Linked DNA regions of Sus scrofa: region 1 is linked to region 2. The links are chromatin contacts, called in public Hi-C maps. All regions are on one chromosome and are shown on one strand. The core of a region is the stretch at or near the end of the contact, and the rest is flanking DNA. Distances in the headings are between cores, read along the strand shown. Region 1 overlaps ST8SIA1 (alpha-N-acetylneuraminide alpha-2,8-sialyltransferase). Region 2 holds the start of ST8SIA1 (alpha-N-acetylneuraminide alpha-2,8-sialyltransferase).

Region 1 (3,846 bases), core at 585-3,084, 54 kb before region 2:
CAGGAAAACTACAAGTCTGGACCATAATCTTTGTCCTAAATTTTACACACTGTCAAATATTTTAGAAAGGTGCACACCGTGGTGAAATAAATCAGTCCTTACATCTCATTCTCATTTTGTTCTCGGCTACAGACAACCTGTGAATCTTCATTAGAGAAAGGACTTGATTTGTAATTACCTCTAAGTTTAAATGACAAACGCGTCTTCCAGTTTACCTTCAACTACTCTGTGAGGCCACTCACTTCTAATCACATGCTTTCCTTTGGAAACATATTTGGAAGCCCTGTGATGACCCACGCTTCTCATTCTCTTGGTTACAGGACAAGGTGAGGAAGAGTGGCTGTCAATCCATTGTTCAGATACACAAACCTAATTCACTAGAAATTAAGAATTTATGGAGTTCCTGTTGTGGCTCGGCAGTAACGAACCCAACTAGTGTCCATGAGGATGCAGTTTCGACCCCTGGCTCCAATCAGTGGGTTAAGGACCCTGCATTGCCATGAACTTTGGTGTAGGTCACAGAAGTGGCTCGGATCCCATGTTGCTGTGGCTGTGGTGTAGGCCAACAGCTGCAGCTCTGATTTGACCCCTAGCCTGGGAACTTCCATATGCCGCAGGTGTGGCCATAAAAAAAGAAAAAAAAATTACCTCACATTGCACTTGAAGCTGATCATAATTATTATCCAACTTTAACGACACAAATGTACAGCTGGCACAGTTGGAGGCATTCTCCATTACTACTTTATATTTCCCTAAGTCCCAGACTCAATGGATTTCTCTCTTCTCACCACTCCCCAGTCTAAAAAATTGATTTGATCCCTTTTCTAGTGTTTCTCCTCACACACTGGTTCCTTGTATTACCAGGATGCCTAAGAAATGCTTAAATGCATTAATGCTTAGGCAAATTAAAAAAACAACTTTATTATATGCTTGCATAGTGAATTCGTTACAAAGCTCTTTTACATCCATCATCTCATTTTAACTTTGTTTCTTATAATGACACTGAAATATGAACACCAGGCATTACTAGTCCTGAACTAAAAATTATAAAACTCAGGCTGAAAACAATTACATGACTTCTCTGAGATCCATGAACATGTCAGGGAGCTTATGGCAACCAGAGGAGCTGGAAATGAGTGTCTGAGGTGTATTAACGATGTTTTGTGATTCTTTACATATGGCCTTGGGTGGCTATTTTGAGGAAAAAGAACTTGTCTGGTTTGTGTTGTATATCATGTGACTATCCAGCACCATGTAAGAGAATGGTGGGCCAACCATGTTTTTTATTACACCAAAGGAAATATTTCCCAGATTATATCAGCACAGTTGTGGTTTCTAACATTCCTGCTACTCCCTCACTCATTCAAGAGAAATTTACACTCTTTCTGGGCAAAAATATGTCTTAGGCCAAATAGGATTTATTTGGTATTATCTTCAAATGTGGGACCATACAGGCTTAAAAAGGAAGGCAGAGCAGGAAGGAGCTGATCCCACCACAGGGCATGGAGACATTCTCAAGTATTCTAAAGTGGGAACATCTACCATCACACTGTCCCTTCTGAACACACACACACACACACACACACACACTTCATAGTCCAAAAAACCTACATAAGGATTAAAATTCAGTCTTTCATGCCTAATAATAGTCAACAAATATTTCACCAAAATACATTATTGAGCCAGTTGGAAACAGCTGCATCAAACTGTCCTACTTGGTTTCCTATAGTTCAAGCCAGGGCATGGCAGTGGTCCAGCCCAGGTCGGACACAGAACAGTGAGGCCTCGGCAAACATGAGCATCTGGAGATGAACTTCTCTATTAAGTGGGAAGCACCGCACAAAGCACAGAAATGAGTTCCTCAAAAGCTCACAAGATGGCATTGAGATCAGTGGATAAAGACTTGTAGAAAGCTGTGTTATGTTGTTATGGGTTATGCAAATAACCACATGTAAGGCAGAAGTGAACTAATCTGTCAATTGAGCTACAGGAAGTCATAAGAGGTCCAAATACTACAGAGATTCCTTGTGGCATCTCAAAGTACACAGCCTCTCAGTAGTGCCCTTCCTGGACCCTCCAGCCCTGATTCAAGACCTGGTAACTTTCTACATGACAGAGAAAATCTTGGATTGTATCTTGGCAACAATAACAACAAAAGCAGTGGCTAAAAATAGGCAAAGAAGTCATCACAGTAATGGCAGCTGACAAATACCAAGCATTTAGGGGAGAAGTGTGATATGTAATTAAATATATTAAAATCCATAATTAAAGGTGTAATATAAAATTATACACCTGAGTTAGAGGAGGAGTGATCTGGCATGATTTTGCTGAATGCAGGGAAGGGAAGGATGCTTTGCTCAACTGACAACATGGAGCCCAACACACCCACCTGCATTTCTGCCTAATCAGCACACAGAACTTTCTTCACAAGGGGAACGTGAATGAAGCATAACAATTAACCGACAATTTCACTTCCTGATACCAAACCAGAACTATTTCACAAATAAATGAGAGGGGCACTGGGATATACACGTTTGTGTTGATGCAAAATGATTTTCCAGGGTTTCTAGAAATTAATCATTTCAGAATCTCAGCAGAAAAATACACACATAACTTTTTTTTTTTTTTTTTTTTTTGGCTGTGCCTGTGGCATGTGGAAGTTTCCACGTCAGGGATCAGACCCATGCCACAGCAGTGACCTCAGCCACAGCAGTGCCAAGGCTGTATCCTTACCCTGCTAAACCACCAGGAACTGCCACATGCAGTTTTTTTAAGTCTACTCATCAAACTGGTTCAGGCTTTTGTAATACTATGCACACACACAATGATGCAGTCACTTTTGCTTTCTAAGAAAAAAAGCATTTGTCCGTTATTATTTAGGGCTGGTTTCTTGGTCTTGCAGCTGGCACAAAGAACCAGGGTTCATGCACATACACTTTAAAAAGAAACTGTTTCCTGCTATCTTACTGCTGCAACTTACAGATAAGATGGGAGGTTAGTTTGTATTTCTTTCATGATCTCTCTTCTTCAAATCTATTTTCTAGCACAAAGTTAAAAGTCAGTTAGTATGACTAAGAGCCCTCATCTATAAAAATCCTATTTTGGATTTCTTTAAAAATTTTTCTTTTTGATGAGCTGTTCAAGGAGATTGCTTCCTTATCTCTTCTTCATTTCATAGCGAGTTGATACAGTTTTGTACAGAGAAGGCACTGTGAATTGGCTTACTCAACCTTAATTCCACCCTGTTTGGAGCTTCCTGCTAAAGCTTGATTGCTTTTAAATGCTGCCCCTCCTGGACTTCTTTGCAACTAGTGTTCTGGATGCAAATTCATCTTACTCATTAGAGGCTCTTGAGGGAGATTTGGGAAGAGGACCTGAGTTGAAACCAATCCTGCTGGCCCTGTTTCTTTTTCTGTTGGAGGCAGTTGTGGTCACGCTAATGGCAGTGGCAGCTGGGCCCGCCAATTCCTGAACCACAGTTCGGGTAGTGGGGTCTCAGAGTTAGTAATTTCAGGAGCCATCTCTTGATTCCCATTTCTTCATTTTCCTAAAGATTTCTTAAGTGCCTAATGCCCAATATGAAACATCCAATTATATGCTTCACTCCTCAGCCTGAAGACGCAATATATGAACCGAGACAACATTAATACCTAACACTTAGAAAATTTTTGGTAGTTTACATAGTACCTGGACTTTTATTATATAAAGTGATCCCCAGCTCTGTGAGGTGGTTGCACATGTACTGCTCTCTCCAGGGTATGGATGAGAAAGCTGAGTCTCAGAAGAGCTGGGTGACTTAGCAAGGCACTGAGGTAGTAAGAGATGGAGACGAAATTTCACTCCTAC
Region 2 (4,440 bases), core at 1,722-4,221:
CACTAACCCTGCAAGATAGATGTTATTATCTCCATCTGTACATAAGGAAATGAAAACTCAGAGTAACATCCCAAAGACACTCTGCTGTTTACCTAGCCATGGCACGGTCAGTCTGAAATGTCAGGATTCTACTCCGAAGCCCAAACTCTTTTCCATGCCCAAGGGAGCCTCTTACCCAGGCTTACACACACTCACTTTGAGGGGTATGTGTTTAGGCAGTTTTTCTAGTGTATGGATTTTCATAAGTAATTTTCTGCACAGAGATGAGACCAAATGCCAGCCAAGCACACTGAGAATTAACCCCGGACTACAGATAGCAAGGGGCAAGTGTATCTCGGAAACAACCAGCCTGGGTTTCTCAGATATGAACCATTTTCCACTTGATTCTGTGCTCCAAAAGAAATCTCTTCTCTAACAGAGCTTCATTATTCCTCCTTCTATACAAAAAAAAAAAAAAAGTGGGGAGCTCTTCCATTGCAAACCAATGGGAAGTTCTTAACTCATTTCCTTGTATTACTGGAAATGAAAGTGCTCTCTGTCTTTAGAATTGCTGGATACTCTGCCTTATGGGTGCTTTTGAGTCCAACCATCAATACCATGAAGGTGAGGGAAAATGAGCCCTTATGTACCTTTAAGGGGAGTTGGGGTTATTTTTAAACTTGATAGCAGAATTCTAAAAAAAGAGAGAAGGAAAGTCTCCCCTCCCAGTTTAAAGGAGCATTCAGCTGCCTTCCGCCTGCAAGGATGGACTATTATCTCTTCGCCCTTCTTTCCAGCAGCGGGCCTGAGAAAGAAAGGGAAACCATATGTTTGAAAAGTTTGTGTTTTTAATTTATAGATGTTCTGAACATGGGTAACTAACAGTTGGGAAAATGTTTAAGCTGGCTCTCAGCTGCCCATAGACCACTTGGAAAGAGCCTATGCAGAGCAAAGGAAAGCACTCCATACCCCACCCCCACCCCAGGCAATGGACAATCACAGGAAGAGCCAACCGCAGCATCTTCAGCTGAAGGGACTGAAGGTGAAAGGGGCACGTGACAGAGGGAGGAGCACCAGGGTGTCCCCTCAACGTGACCAGGAAGGCAAAGAGGAAGGGGAAGCAGCCCTGCCTCACCTCCAATCTCACCAGCCAGACCCCTGCTGCCAAGAACTTATTTTTAGACACTTCAGCTGAAATTCCAGAAGGGAAGGGAAACTCCTTTCTGAATCTGAGTGATCCCCAGAGTTCTGATTTCCACCCTGGTTTTCGTTTTTGTGTTTGTTTTCTGATTTCAAGTCCTGGCCTAAACCACATCTCCCAGCTTCCAGAAGGCATCCACAGTCTAAGTCAAGAAAAAGAGCTGGGAGTTTCAGAGCCTTCTGTGACAAAAATTCGAGATCCCATCCTTCAGAGGTGCATGACCTTGGAGAAGTAACTCCTCCTTGTGAAGACTCAGTTTGTGGCTGGTGAGAGGGGGATATACTATCTGTTTTTAGAAAGTTGTCAGAGGCTCCAATAAAAACCACCCAGTGCCTGGCTTTTAGTCAGTAAGTGCCCTGTGTTTGTTATGAGCGCACGGACAAAGCAGCGGGAGCCGGGCTGGGTGTCCATGTTTTCCCTGCCCAAGACTTGCCCATTGACTCCCTCATTACTGATTGATATTACCAATCATTCACCAAACCCTAGGAAGACGCCCGGCACCTGCTCCTAGTTCTCCATAGCTTCAGACGTCAGCAGAGCTCAAGAGATACATTCTCATTAAGTTCAAGGGACAAAGTTAGCCTGGATTCTTCTTCCCATGGGTTACTGGCAAATCGCTGAATACAACTCGGGCTTGGGAAGAAATGCGTACAGACTTTACGTGGCCCAAGCAGGTGTCTGCCCAGCTCCTGGGGTAAGGGCTGGGGAAGGGCCCTTGACTAATGTCTCCAGGCTGGGAACGACAAAGAAAGGGAGTGGGACAAGAAGGGCTGGATGAAAGGGCCTCTGCGAGACGGTCCTCGCCCGTGACCCTGGCCTCGGCGCCCCGGGAGGAAAGGACACGAGCGCGGTGGAGCCGCGAGGGCAGGAGTACCTGAAGACTCTGGCCGCCGTCTCATTCCTCCTCCACGCCGTGCCCTGTTGCAGCACCCCCTGCACGATCTCCTTCTCGTTAGGCAGCCGGTAGACGGGAAAGATGTAGAGCCAACAGAGGACCACGACGCAGAGGGCACTGGCTCCCACAGGCAGCCGGGTCCGCGGGAACTTCCACGCCAGGACGGCCATGGCCCCTCGGGACGTGTGTCGCCGGGCCCGCCCGCAGGGGCTCATCTCAGCCCCGGGGTCCCGGCGGGCGAGAAGGGGAGCCTCAGCACAACGCTAGGCGCAGGGGCAGCGGAGGGTCCCCCCACCGCCGGCCCCCCATGCACACACCTTTCGCTTTCTTGCTGGCACTAGCACGCACGCTCCCTCGGCGCCCACGGCCCCAAAGGTCAGCGCAAAGATTTTTTTTCCAATGCAACTTTTTCAAGGATTTCTTTCTTGGGGGAAGTGACCTGGGAGCAAGTCACGAGCTACAGCCGCGGTCGCTTCCCCTGCAGAAGGCGGGCGCCGAGGTCTCCTAGAGCGCGGCGAGCAGCGGCGCTGAGTCGCTCCCGCGGGTTCTGCAGCATCACCGTCGCCCTCGGCAAGGGTCCGGGAGAAGGTTCGGCTCCCTCTCAGACATTTGGCCCGCGGCGTGCCTTCCTCAACGATGCTCCTGCGCCCTTCGCCGTCTCTCCCCGCCTTCCGCGCTGCTGCGCCGCCAGGCACCCCCCACCCCCCCAAGACGCGCTCCCCGCGCCGCGCCAAGTCCTTGGAAATTTCCACGGCGGTCCGGGACCGCTAGCCCGCCCCGGGCTTCTCCGCCTTGTCCGCCAGGACCCCCACTCCGCACCCCTCCCAGAGAAGAAAAGAACTCGTTCTCATCAGTTAATTCAGCGGCGCGCCGCAGCCTTCCGCTGCGCCCGGGACTTCGCAGACAAACGCCCGGGGATTGGTGGAAATCAAGGTCTCCCCTCCCTCCCCCACCCGCGAAATTGCCTCCTTCGACCCGTTCAGATCCGCGACGCTCGGCTGGCGCGCGCGCCTCTCTCCCGCCCTTGTCTCCCGGAGATAGGGGCAAACAATAAAACAAATAACAGCCCCTCCCTCCCCCGCCCAAATGCATATACACAAATTCTTGAGTATAACCGAGACTGGCTGATAACCTGACCCTCCGACACGCAGCCGGCCGGCGTGCCAGGGCTGTCACCCTGCCGCCGTCACCCTTCGCTCTCTCTAACTGGTTGGTTATTAACCCCGCAGTGAGGCACGAGAAGGCCCGCGGAGATTTATTCCTTCCTGGGCCCCAGCCCCCATTCTCCGGTCCCGAGCCGCGGCTCCAGCGCCACCCGTGCGCGCGCGCGCGCGTGCACACACTCCGACACACGCTCATGGGCCTGCACGCGCGCTCACGGGGAGGTGCGTGCACACAGGGGTCCTCCGTCTCGCCTCCGCCCTGCGGGGAAAGGCGCTGCTGCATCCAGATGTGCAGGCAGCTGGTGCCCAAACGAGCAGACCTCGGGACATGGCAATGCCTTGGAGGAGCGGTCGCCTCCTCTGCCCTTTAGATGTAAAGGCCGTTTGTTCTTCGACGTCTTTCTTGCTCCACCCGCAAGCTCATCGCTGAGCCGACCTTGGAAAAGAGCCGCCCGCCTGGACCGGCGGTGCCCAGGGACTCACAGTTAGCCATTTCTGCTCACCGACGAATAGCTCGGCTACCTCCTAGCGGTCGCTCATTCTATTTGCTTAAGCATCTCGTCAAACGTAAAGTGTGCAGGGACAAAGAAACCAAGCAGCCTACTAACCAGGTCTCCTTCGTTGTCACAAAACCAAAATCTAAGGACACAGCTCCACTTGCTCAAACGACCAGCCTGCACTGTCCCTCGAACCTACCCTGACTGCTCCGTGGCCTGGTACCTCTTTCTCCAGCATCTTTCTCCATTGAGAGATGGAACTTGAGAAGTTGATGGAAAGTTATTTACTAAAAACAGCCCAACGACCACAATAGTCTCATTCCTCACTCTTGGAAGAATTACCCACTGCTTTCCACCGGCAAGCATGCCCCAGAGGTCTCTCCTCTTGGGTAAATCAGGAGAGAAGAGAAAGCGTAAAATCCCAAAGTCACATCTTACCACAGTGGACCCTGATAGAGATTCTTTGAAATGAAGATTACCTGAAGTTCTGCAAAGTGAACATCGCACTCTCTTCTGTTCTTGGAAGGGGGTTGTGGGGGCACCAAGGAAAACTTTGCCATAGTGGCCAGGCTTTGGATAAACCATGTGCCTCCTTTGTTCCTGTAATTTAAATAGAACACAAACTATCCCAGTGTCTCTTCCCTTCCCCTGATCCACGGGATACTTGTGGAGGAAATAACAAATACATAAGACAACAACCAACAT

Evidence for each region. Hi-C and Micro-C count contacts between places; a contact is called where the count stands out from the background.
Region 1: a Hi-C map of embryonic fibroblasts shows a contact between it and region 2, with 2.9 times the contacts expected there. The contact joins the enhancer-like site here to the promoter of ST8SIA1 in region 2. A contact is called at or near these places in 1 of 5 promoter capture datasets (liver) and 5 of 47 Hi-C or Micro-C datasets (embryonic fibroblasts, fibroblasts, liver and 1 more).

What each region holds. Positions count from the first base shown.
Region 1 is chr5:51,263,034-51,266,879 of Sscrofa11.1, reverse strand. The region is part of intron 2 of ST8SIA1 (alpha-N-acetylneuraminide alpha-2,8-sialyltransferase); the gene reads right to left. Among named protein-coding and RNA genes, the nearest start is that of ST8SIA1, 54 kb to the right of the region's middle. Within about 2 kb of position 1,834, at least 10 of the 83 cell types and tissues checked have an H3K27ac peak or open chromatin away from gene starts, as enhancers often do. A contact at or near this core is called in embryonic fibroblasts, where this site is marked.
Region 2 is chr5:51,209,843-51,214,282 of Sscrofa11.1, reverse strand. ST8SIA1 (alpha-N-acetylneuraminide alpha-2,8-sialyltransferase) reads right to left here and starts at 2,971. Exons shown (of 6, transcript XM_021092233.1): 1 at 2,055-2,971. The coding sequence starts at 2,290.